2 separate regions of the Danio rerio genome follow, and region 1 is linked to region 2. A link is a contact called in public Hi-C data. All regions are on one chromosome and are shown on one strand. Each heading gives the region's core, a stretch centred on a gene start, on an enhancer-like site or on the middle of the called end of the contact. The rest is flanking DNA. Distances are from core to core; before and after follow the strand shown.

What was found. Hi-C and Micro-C count contacts between places; a contact is called where the count stands out from the background.
Region 1: a contact with region 2 is called in a Hi-C map of hematopoietic stem cells, with 2.9 times the contacts expected there. The contact joins the promoter of actr3 here to the promoter of cnot11 in region 2. A contact is called at or near these places in 6 of 18 Hi-C or Micro-C datasets (caudal fin, embryo, hematopoietic stem cells and 2 more) and 3 of 4 datasets of contacts at active chromatin or transcription factors (caudal fin, embryo and pancreas).

The regions. Positions count from the first base shown.
Region 1 is chr9:58,865,560-58,870,138 of GRCz12tu, reverse strand. actr3 (actin related protein 3) reads right to left here and starts at 2,544. Exons shown (of 13, transcript NM_001003944.1): 1 at 2,437-2,544; 2 at 1,184-1,239; 3 at 876-1,000. The coding sequence starts at 2,480.
Region 2 is chr9:58,584,662-58,589,025 of GRCz12tu, reverse strand. cnot11 (CCR4-NOT transcription complex, subunit 11) reads right to left here and starts at 1,642. Exons shown (of 8, transcript NM_001089341.1): 1 at 1,463-1,642. rpl31 (ribosomal protein L31) reads left to right here and starts at 1,894. Exons shown (of 5, transcript NM_001040052.2): 1 at 1,894-1,919; 2 at 2,803-2,903; 3 at 3,448-3,573. The coding sequence starts at 2,803. tbc1d8 (TBC1 domain family member 8) reads right to left here. Exons shown (of 21, transcript XM_073913350.1): 21 at 3,073-3,608. The coding sequence ends at 3,543.

The DNA.
Region 1 (4,579 bases), core at 1,295-3,794, 280 kb before region 2:
AGTGCAGGGAGGAGGTGTGTGAATATGCTGTTGATATGTAGAAATCTTGCTGTATCATCCGCTAATAAACGCAGGATTCTCCCGCATGGTGAATGGTGATCTATGGTGTGTAGGGTATATTTTAAGTCATGTTGATTGCTAATTAAATTAAAACCCTTCTGAAATGTGTGTGCTGTTTATATGTTATTGTTCATATTTTACAAGTGTTAGTTCTACTCCTGTGAAGATAACAAACACCAACAGCCCTGTTATCAGACAAATATATTAAGAGCTCATAACCCAGGCTGAGTGTATGAGAGATCTGCAGTCCAGCGTGTAATCCTGTATTATTGTGCGTTTTAAATGGAAGTGCTGGTATTTATATTAATATTTCTCTCATGACAGGGTTGTTGGTATGAAGTTTGTTATAGTGCAGATACGGGCGGGGCAGATGAGGGGGCGTGGCTGATTTGATGTCAAGCGTTTGGTTGGCTCCGCCTCTGGCTCTGTCAGGCAGTCCCTCTGCGCTTGCCCAGGCTCCAGTCAGTGGTTCATATTCAATTCAATTAGTTCAGCTTTATTTCTCTAGCGCTTTACACTGTAGACTGTGTCAAAGCAGCTTCACATAGAAGATCATAGTGGACTAAAGCAGTGTCAGTCCAGAGCTGAAGTTCAGTCCAGTTCAGCTCAGTCCAGTTCAGTGTGCTTTAATCTTCACTACTGCGAGTCCAAACACTGAAGAGCAGATCCGTCACTGAGACTCTGCTGCCGTCACATCATGAAGAGCCTCGCTTACTCTTACAGGGTAAAAACAACAGCTTCCACTGCTCTTATCACACACACTTGTGCTGCAGCTAGTGCGTGTGTGTGTGTGTGTGTTTCCCATGATGCCTCACCTTGGTGGCGTAGGTGGGTTTATCGATGGCCTCATCTCCGATGTAGAAGTCCAGATCGTCCACACCCTTCATCATCCTGCGCTGAGCCTGATCGCCAACCTTAGCGGACTCCTTGATGGCGATACCTGACACACACACACACACACACACACACACACAGAGAGAGAGAGAGAGAGAGAGGAAGTGAGTGAGCGCAGTGCAGGCGTGAGTGTGTGCCGCAGGGGAAGTAGTGTGTGTTATTTTAGACATATTTTAGTGTATTGTACACTACAGACGCACACTGCGCCCTACAGAAGTGCACTACTCACATGATGGGATGATGAACTGTGGTTCTGTGTTTCCTGCATATCCCAGTTTAGTGTACCTGAAACACACACACACACACACACACATTATTAATTAATCATATTCATTAATGTTCATAAACTCTGTGTGTGTTTGTTCATCATCGCTCGGTGCGCGCGCCCCACACACACACACACACACACTCATTATAGCACTCTTCTACAGCTCAGCTCATCAGTATTCCTCCAGCTCTTCTCCAGTGTGGAGTGTGTGTCGGCAGCTGAACACAGGAGCTCCAGCGCAGTCAAACTGTCGGTCCAGTGCTCCACTGTGCTGATGATGAGCACTGCACTCAGCTCAGCTACATTAGCTTATCACAACAATCACAACACACCCCTGACATTCACAGAGGGAACTTACACACACACACACACACACACACACACACACACACACACGGGAATGTTGAGCAGTTGTCGTGTCTCTGCATGTCTGAAATCTGCACACTGAAGCTCTGGCCAACACACACACACACACACACACACATTAACCAACTTTTATCTCTAATGATCAAACACATCAGATCAGCAGCTGACAAACCCCTGACAGACCATAATAATCCTCCTCCTCCTCTTCATCAGACCCTGCGGGCTTCACTCGCACTCGCAGCGCTATATCGAACACGTCAGGGTCAGGGGTCAGGTTGGGGGTACAGTGGGGTCATCATCACTATATGAAACACGGTAACGGGCAGCAGGAGTCTGCCGTTTTCCTCAGTTTGCCCATATAAGGCCGCGGCCAGAATGAGGAAGCACAGGAAAAGGAAGTAGCAGTGCGCATGCGCAGCACAAAACACAACAGATCGACTCTTTCCGCGCTCCGCGGCTAAAACAGCTCAAACCGCTCATCTGCCGGTATAACGGCTGCTCTAACCGAATAATACTGTCCACCGCACTATGAGCGTTACAGCGGCCCGAGCGCCGCGTCGCCTTCATCTCCATCATCAGTCACCGTCACCATCATCATCATCATCATCAGTGTATAAACTCCGCTTTACCGGAAAAATACAGCGCCTCTGAGCTGGAGAACGACCACCACAATAACCGAACAGAAGCTGATGAACACACACACACACACACACACACACACACACACACACACACACACACACACACACACACACTCACACTCACAGGCAGACAGCGGTAACCGTGCAGGAGTGCGCACCTACGGCGCCGGTTTTCGCGCGCAGCGGACAGAGCGCGGGATTACTCACCCTGTGCCACAATCCACAACGCATGCCGGTAACCGAGCGGCCATCTCGAATGCGGTGCAGCGCCGGTGAGCTCCCGGGACGAGTGATCTGTCGGTCCGTTTCTGAGCGAGGCGGAACCCGGAAGCGCGAAGGAAGCGATTGTCCACTTCCGCATTCACGCGCAGAAGAAAGCGCGCACCCTAGAGCGGCCGCGAGTGTCAATCAGTGATGTCGGGGGCGGAGCTACAGATGGACACGTGGCTGCGCTGATGACGTCAGAGATGAGCTCAGCTTCCGCTTCGCTTTTGTTATTTTCCTGCGGCGACACAGATTCTGGGTTAAATAAGCTCTTCTGCTTACAGACTCAACACTTTACCCTCTACAGATGATGCTTCTGTCAAGACAATCATAATTAAGCGTTTATCGGTGATTGTAGGTGTCTGTGTGTGCTGCAGTGTTGTGTTGATCAACAGGATGCGGAAGTCTGCTCGGCTGGCCTCTTCTACTTCCTGTCGCAGACTCACGAAGAACAGGAAGCCGCAATCCTCATCATGGCAGCAGATTAGGACATGATCAGCTCAATTAACACATGATCAGCTCCCCCCGGCCCAGATTTATCACATATAGTTTATGTTCTGCTATTATTCTGCCCACAGTACTGTCCAACATCAATAAATAATACATTTAATTTAAAGCTCCTTTGCAGAACCCAGGGTCCCTGTACAGCACACAGACTGCAGAACAGCGGTATAAAGCGGAGACTTTATATACTAATCCTAAGCTTAAAATAAGTTAATATATAAAACATCTATTAGTAATGTATTGTACATCCAGCCAATCAGTACATTTCCCAAACGTTGTACTTAAGTCCACTTAATGTGAATGCAATATTATCACTAACACTTAAATAGATTTTGCGTGTGGTCATTTTAAGTTTATATTAAATTGACTTTATTAAAACTCTACCAGTAATGTATTGTAGTAGAAGTACATTTCCCAAAATGTCTGTACATTTGATATATGTGCTGTAATGTTGCATCTTATTTATATTTGTGTGTTCCCAGTTTTAGTTCCTCTCATAAGGTGTTTTTGGACTTGTGGTTTATTACACAGAAAGATTAAAGTGTTTTGATGAAGCACAGATGCTGTTTTCTTTGTACACACAGAATCCCAGGTTAAAAAAATGCACTAAAATGCAGTTTATTTAAGTATACTTAGTACACTCTTCAGTAATGTAGTAAAAGTGCTCTATTTTCACACACTAATTTTGTACTTAATGTACTAAAAGATAGTATTAAGTATATGTTAAGATAAACTTAATACCATCTAAGTGCACTCAACTGTGCTATTTTGAGACACCCTGAAACTGAACTAAAATGTGCTTTTAACATGCTGTATCTGTATTTAAAAAAAAAATATATATATATATATATATATTTAGTTACAACTAGAAATACACTTGAGCCTTAATTTTAAACATTTAAATATATTTAGACTAATTTAAAGTATAATAGTAATATATTAAAAGAATATACAAATTGTAAAAAAAAAAAAAAAAAAAGTGTGCTGAATACTGTATTAAAAGTGCTCTATTTTTATTTTAGAAAGGATAAAGGTGGATCCAAATGAAAGAAAAGGAAATAACAGAGTTTTATATTAATATTTTATAGTTAATATTTTCATTAAAAAACAACAGTAGAGAATTATCAGTGGGATGGGGGGGGGGTGATGAGAAGACAGTTTTGGAGTTTCCTCGGTTGGAGCTAATTATTCATTCTTTCATTTTCTTTTCAGCTTAGTCCCTTTATTAATCAGGCGTCACCACAGCGGAATGAACCGCCAACTCATCCAGCATACGATTTACTTACAGCTGCAACCCATCACTGGGAAACACCCATACACTCTCATCCACACTCATACACTACGGCCAGTTTAGTTGATCAGTTCCCCTATAGCGCATGTGTTTGGACTGTGGGGGAAACCGGAGCACCCGGAGGAAACCCACGCCAACACGGGGAGAACATGCAAACTCCACACAGAAACACCAACTGACCCAGCCGAGACTCAAACCAGCGACCTGAGTGCTGTGAGGAGACAGCACTACCTACTGCACCCCCGCGTCGCCTGGAGCTGTTTATACATGCCTACACAGGGATTTGGTTTG
Region 2 (4,364 bases), core at 393-2,892:
GTCGGGACAATGAGGAGGGGTCACTTATCGATGTCCAACAATCAAATTCATTTTAGTAAACAATTAGAGCGACCATATTTCATCCATAATCTACTGAAGAGCACAATAGTAGTTGATAGTAGCATCGTTAACATGTTGATAATAAACTTTAATAAAAACACAACATGCAAACAAAAATCTAAACCCTGATGGCTTTTTGTTTGCAACCCCTCGGCTGATTATGCTATTTTAAAGACACAGCAATAGTGTCAGATGCAGCACAGCGATTTTATGGCATCAGGTTAAACTTTCTGACACATAAACAGCACTCAGGTAGATTAAAAATAAATACAGGTCTCAACTGAACATGGGAGATGGTCTCCGAGTGGCGTTCTCCAAAATTAAACGATGAACAGACTTGGGCCTACTGGTATATTTGCGCTGCTGTGTGCAAGGACTATATATATATACAGTTGAAGTCTGAATTATTCGCCCCCCTGTTTATTTCCCCCCAATTTCTGTTGAAGGGAGAGCAGATTTCTTCAGCACATTTCTAATAATAATAGTGTTAATAACTCATCTCTAATAACTGATTTATTTTCTCTTCATCATGATGACAGCACATAATATTAGACTAGATATTCTTCAAGACACTAGTGTTCAGCTTAAAGTGACATGTAAAGGCTTCACTAGGGTAATTAGGGTAACTAGGCAGGTTAGGGTAATTAGGCAAGTCATAGTATAACGATGGTTTGTTCTGTAGATTATTGAGAAAAATATATATCTTAAAGAGGCTAATAATAATTGACCTTAAAATGGTTTTTAAAAATTAAAAACGGCTTTTATTCTAGCTGAAATCAGACTTTCTCCAGAAGAACAAATAATATCAGGCAAACTGTAAACATTTCTTTGCTCTGTTAAACATCATTAGGGAAATATTTAAAAAAAATGTAAAAAATTAAAAGGGGCAAATAATTCTGACTTTAACTGTATAACCACCTCACAGAATATTGGGGGTCGTGAGTCCCTGGCACTGTTATTATGGGGGTCGCGAGCTGAAAGGTTTGGGAACCCCTGTTTTTAGATCATTCCACCACTGAGGAACAGAGACAGCAAAGGTTCTGGAATGACAGTCATAAGTGTAATACTCCATAAATAGATGACAAAGTAAAACAAAGTTAGTGTTCATCATGAAATATTATTAAAATATTCTTAGCATTAACATTTAATTGCAAAAACATGAAGCATGAGCTTAATTACACTCTATAAAGAACTGTAATAGTGGATAATGAAGTCAAACACTCAGTCAGAAGGCTTGTAGGACTGTTTTCATCAAAATATGAACTATATTCACTAATAAGTCTAAGTAAACACACTGTTGGTCAATTTTTTAGTGCTCTCCTAATCAATAAACCTCACTATAAGCAGTCTATGTAGGGAGCTCGGTGTGTTTTGACACACAGTGAGTAATAATAACATTTACCTGAGCGGTGTTCATCACCTCCCGGCAGATCATGAATATTCAACGCGGGCCGACACGGCGACACTCCAGCACAAAGATAACGATCAAACGCGATATAATACGCGTTAATGTTTGAATTATTCAGTGTTTTAACCTGAATGTGTTTCTTCACTTCTACTCACAACCGTCGCGGGTGTACGTGAGCACTTCCTGTGCGGCGCGCAGCACCATGGGAGATGTAGTTGACCACAAAACTACACTAATCGCCTTAAATCAAATTTGATGCATTCACGCATATATAAAGTAGTTACATGCAGGCATAGTTATAGCATACATGCTGTTATGTTTTTTTTACATGCTGTTATGGTTGAGAACAGAATGATACAAACGTTAGTATGACCCGGATGTGAACGCGCGCTCCGCCTTTGTATGTGTCCCATAATCCACCGCTCTTCCTTTTCCACATCCAGCGCACAGAGTGAGTACCGTTCTCTCATTCATGTTTCATAAATCCACCATCATCCGCCTTATCGATCACTAATAATCAAATATGCTGCTGTGTATGAGTGTAGAAACGCGTTATCGATCAGCGAGCGCCGGTTTGGCGGGGTTTAATCACAGATGTGAGCTTAAATGGAGTTCATTCTGAAACGCCGCAGTCTGACGAGCCGAAAGAGCAAAACCGGCGGGAAAACCGCAGTAAAACACCGAAATAAACCCTCAGTTCACCATAATAAGCGCTGTTTACATGGCTAAAGCTTATGCTCGTAGTGTAATGAGAGTAATGCAGCAGTTCGCTAGGTAGTGGGCCACCGTGTAGTGCACTTGAGTACGGGTTGAGCGTGTCAGTCATTACTGACGAGGTAAATTCATGTTTACAAATGAAACGGTATCTAGAAAGAGATCTAGACCGTTCTATTTAGGTTAACCTGTTTGTTATGGGTTAATAGTGACGTCAAGTGTTAATGTGTGTTTGTGTTTAGATGGCGTTTACATGTGTGGAGTAATATAATACGCGTAGCTGTGCTTTATATTCTAATAATCCACTCTGCCGGAGCTGATTATTGTGCTTCTCTGATCTCCACAGATAAATCCGCTGTACAGATGTTGTATGTTGAGTGTATTAGTCGGGTGTTTGTCCTCCTCAAATGTCTAGTGTCCTCCAGATCTACTTCTGATGTGATGTCTTACTGTTGTAGCTGTGTAATAACTCTAATCATACAGCGGAGTAACATGGAACTGTAATGCGCTCTAAACCTGCTGGAACTACTTTAGCTGTGATTTTATCTGACAATCAAACGTTCAGTGTGTCTGTTGTGTAAATGTAATTAACCTTTTGTGATGTTGTTATGTGTGTTTAGATGGCACCCAAGAAGGGCGAGAAGAAGAAGGGCCGCTCGGCCATCAATGAAGTGGTGACCCGTGAATACACCATCAACATCCACAAGCGCATCCACGGCATGTGAGTGCCCACAAACACTGCTCTGAGTTTAAGTGCACATTTCTGTATGCAATGATCCAAAATGTGCATAAAGTAATGCGTAATGCATGGTTTATACGGTCATGGAATTTTGCTTGGAAAAGTTCTGGTAAATCTGAAAAAGTTCTGGAAATTACTTTAACAAATAACTGCATATTAAATGTGGGTTAGTTGTCTTATTTTCTCTCCATGGCCAAACACATGTACAGATTCATTCAAACAGAATAGATTGCCGCATGTTTTAAGACATGCTGTAATAACTTTGAACATGCGTTGTTTTTCTTGTTTACCACATATACATAACATGAAACATTAGGTCAAGAAAATGTACTGGAAAGTCATCCAATTTTAGCAGTTAAGATGTGTATGAACTGTTCATGGAAAATCAAGATGTGCAGGCATTTTGGAAATGTGCATCAATGCGTCTCAGACTGGAAGTGCTGCTGTCTTCATGACCAGTGCAGTATTGCTGTTTCTTGATGACCTGTTTGTATGTAAACGCAGCTCCTCTGTTGTTTTCCCGCAGCTCCTTCAAGAGGAGAGCTCCTCGCGCCCTGAAGGAGATCCGCAAGTTCGCAGTGAAGGAGATGGGCACTCCTGATGTCCGCATCGATACACGCCTCAACAAGGCCGTGTGGGCCAAAGGAGTGAGGTGAGCGGCAGAAAGCACACGGTAGAGCTGCTCGACTACGGGAAAATCATCATCACCATTATTCAAAATGATCTATAATTGAAGTCTTGTTTCTAGTCTAAAAATCCACATATTCTTAGAGTGCTTTCACACCTGCCTTATTTAGTTCGATTGAATCACACTTGAGTTGGTTTCCCCTGTTGGTGCGGTTGGTTTGGGCAGGTGTGAATGCAGCAATCGTACTCGAGTGCACACCAAAAGCGGACCAAATAAGCGTACCGAGACCTGCTTAAAGAGGTGGTCTCGGTACGCTTTCAAACGAACTCTGGAGCGGTTCGTCTGTGGTGAGAATATGATTCGTACTAAAACAGGTCCAACTGCAAAAAGTGCTGCACGTTTCGAACCAATTCAGCTGCCGTTGGCCGATGCGCTGTGCATTATGGGATATGGAGGAAAATATTTGTTGACAGCGCTTTACCAACAGAGAGAGAGAGGGGGGAGGAAACATTACCTGATGGATCGTTGGTAATATTTCTGCAAGATGAGCATGTCACAGTTTAGCTAAATTAATTCACGCCTCCTCTTGAAGTGACGAGTGATGCATTGAACAGTTTTCCAGTCGTGGACGCGCTTCATTCTCCAAATGTAGAGTTTGTCTAAAGCAGGGATACAATCAGTCAGCGCAGTCGCCCCTCCACAGTAAAAAGCGACATGTTGTGTCTGCCAGTTTTGTTTACCTGCGGGAGTTCATTGGCATTTTCCCGCACATGAATTCTGACCAATCAATAAGCAGTTTAGGAAATATGCTCAAC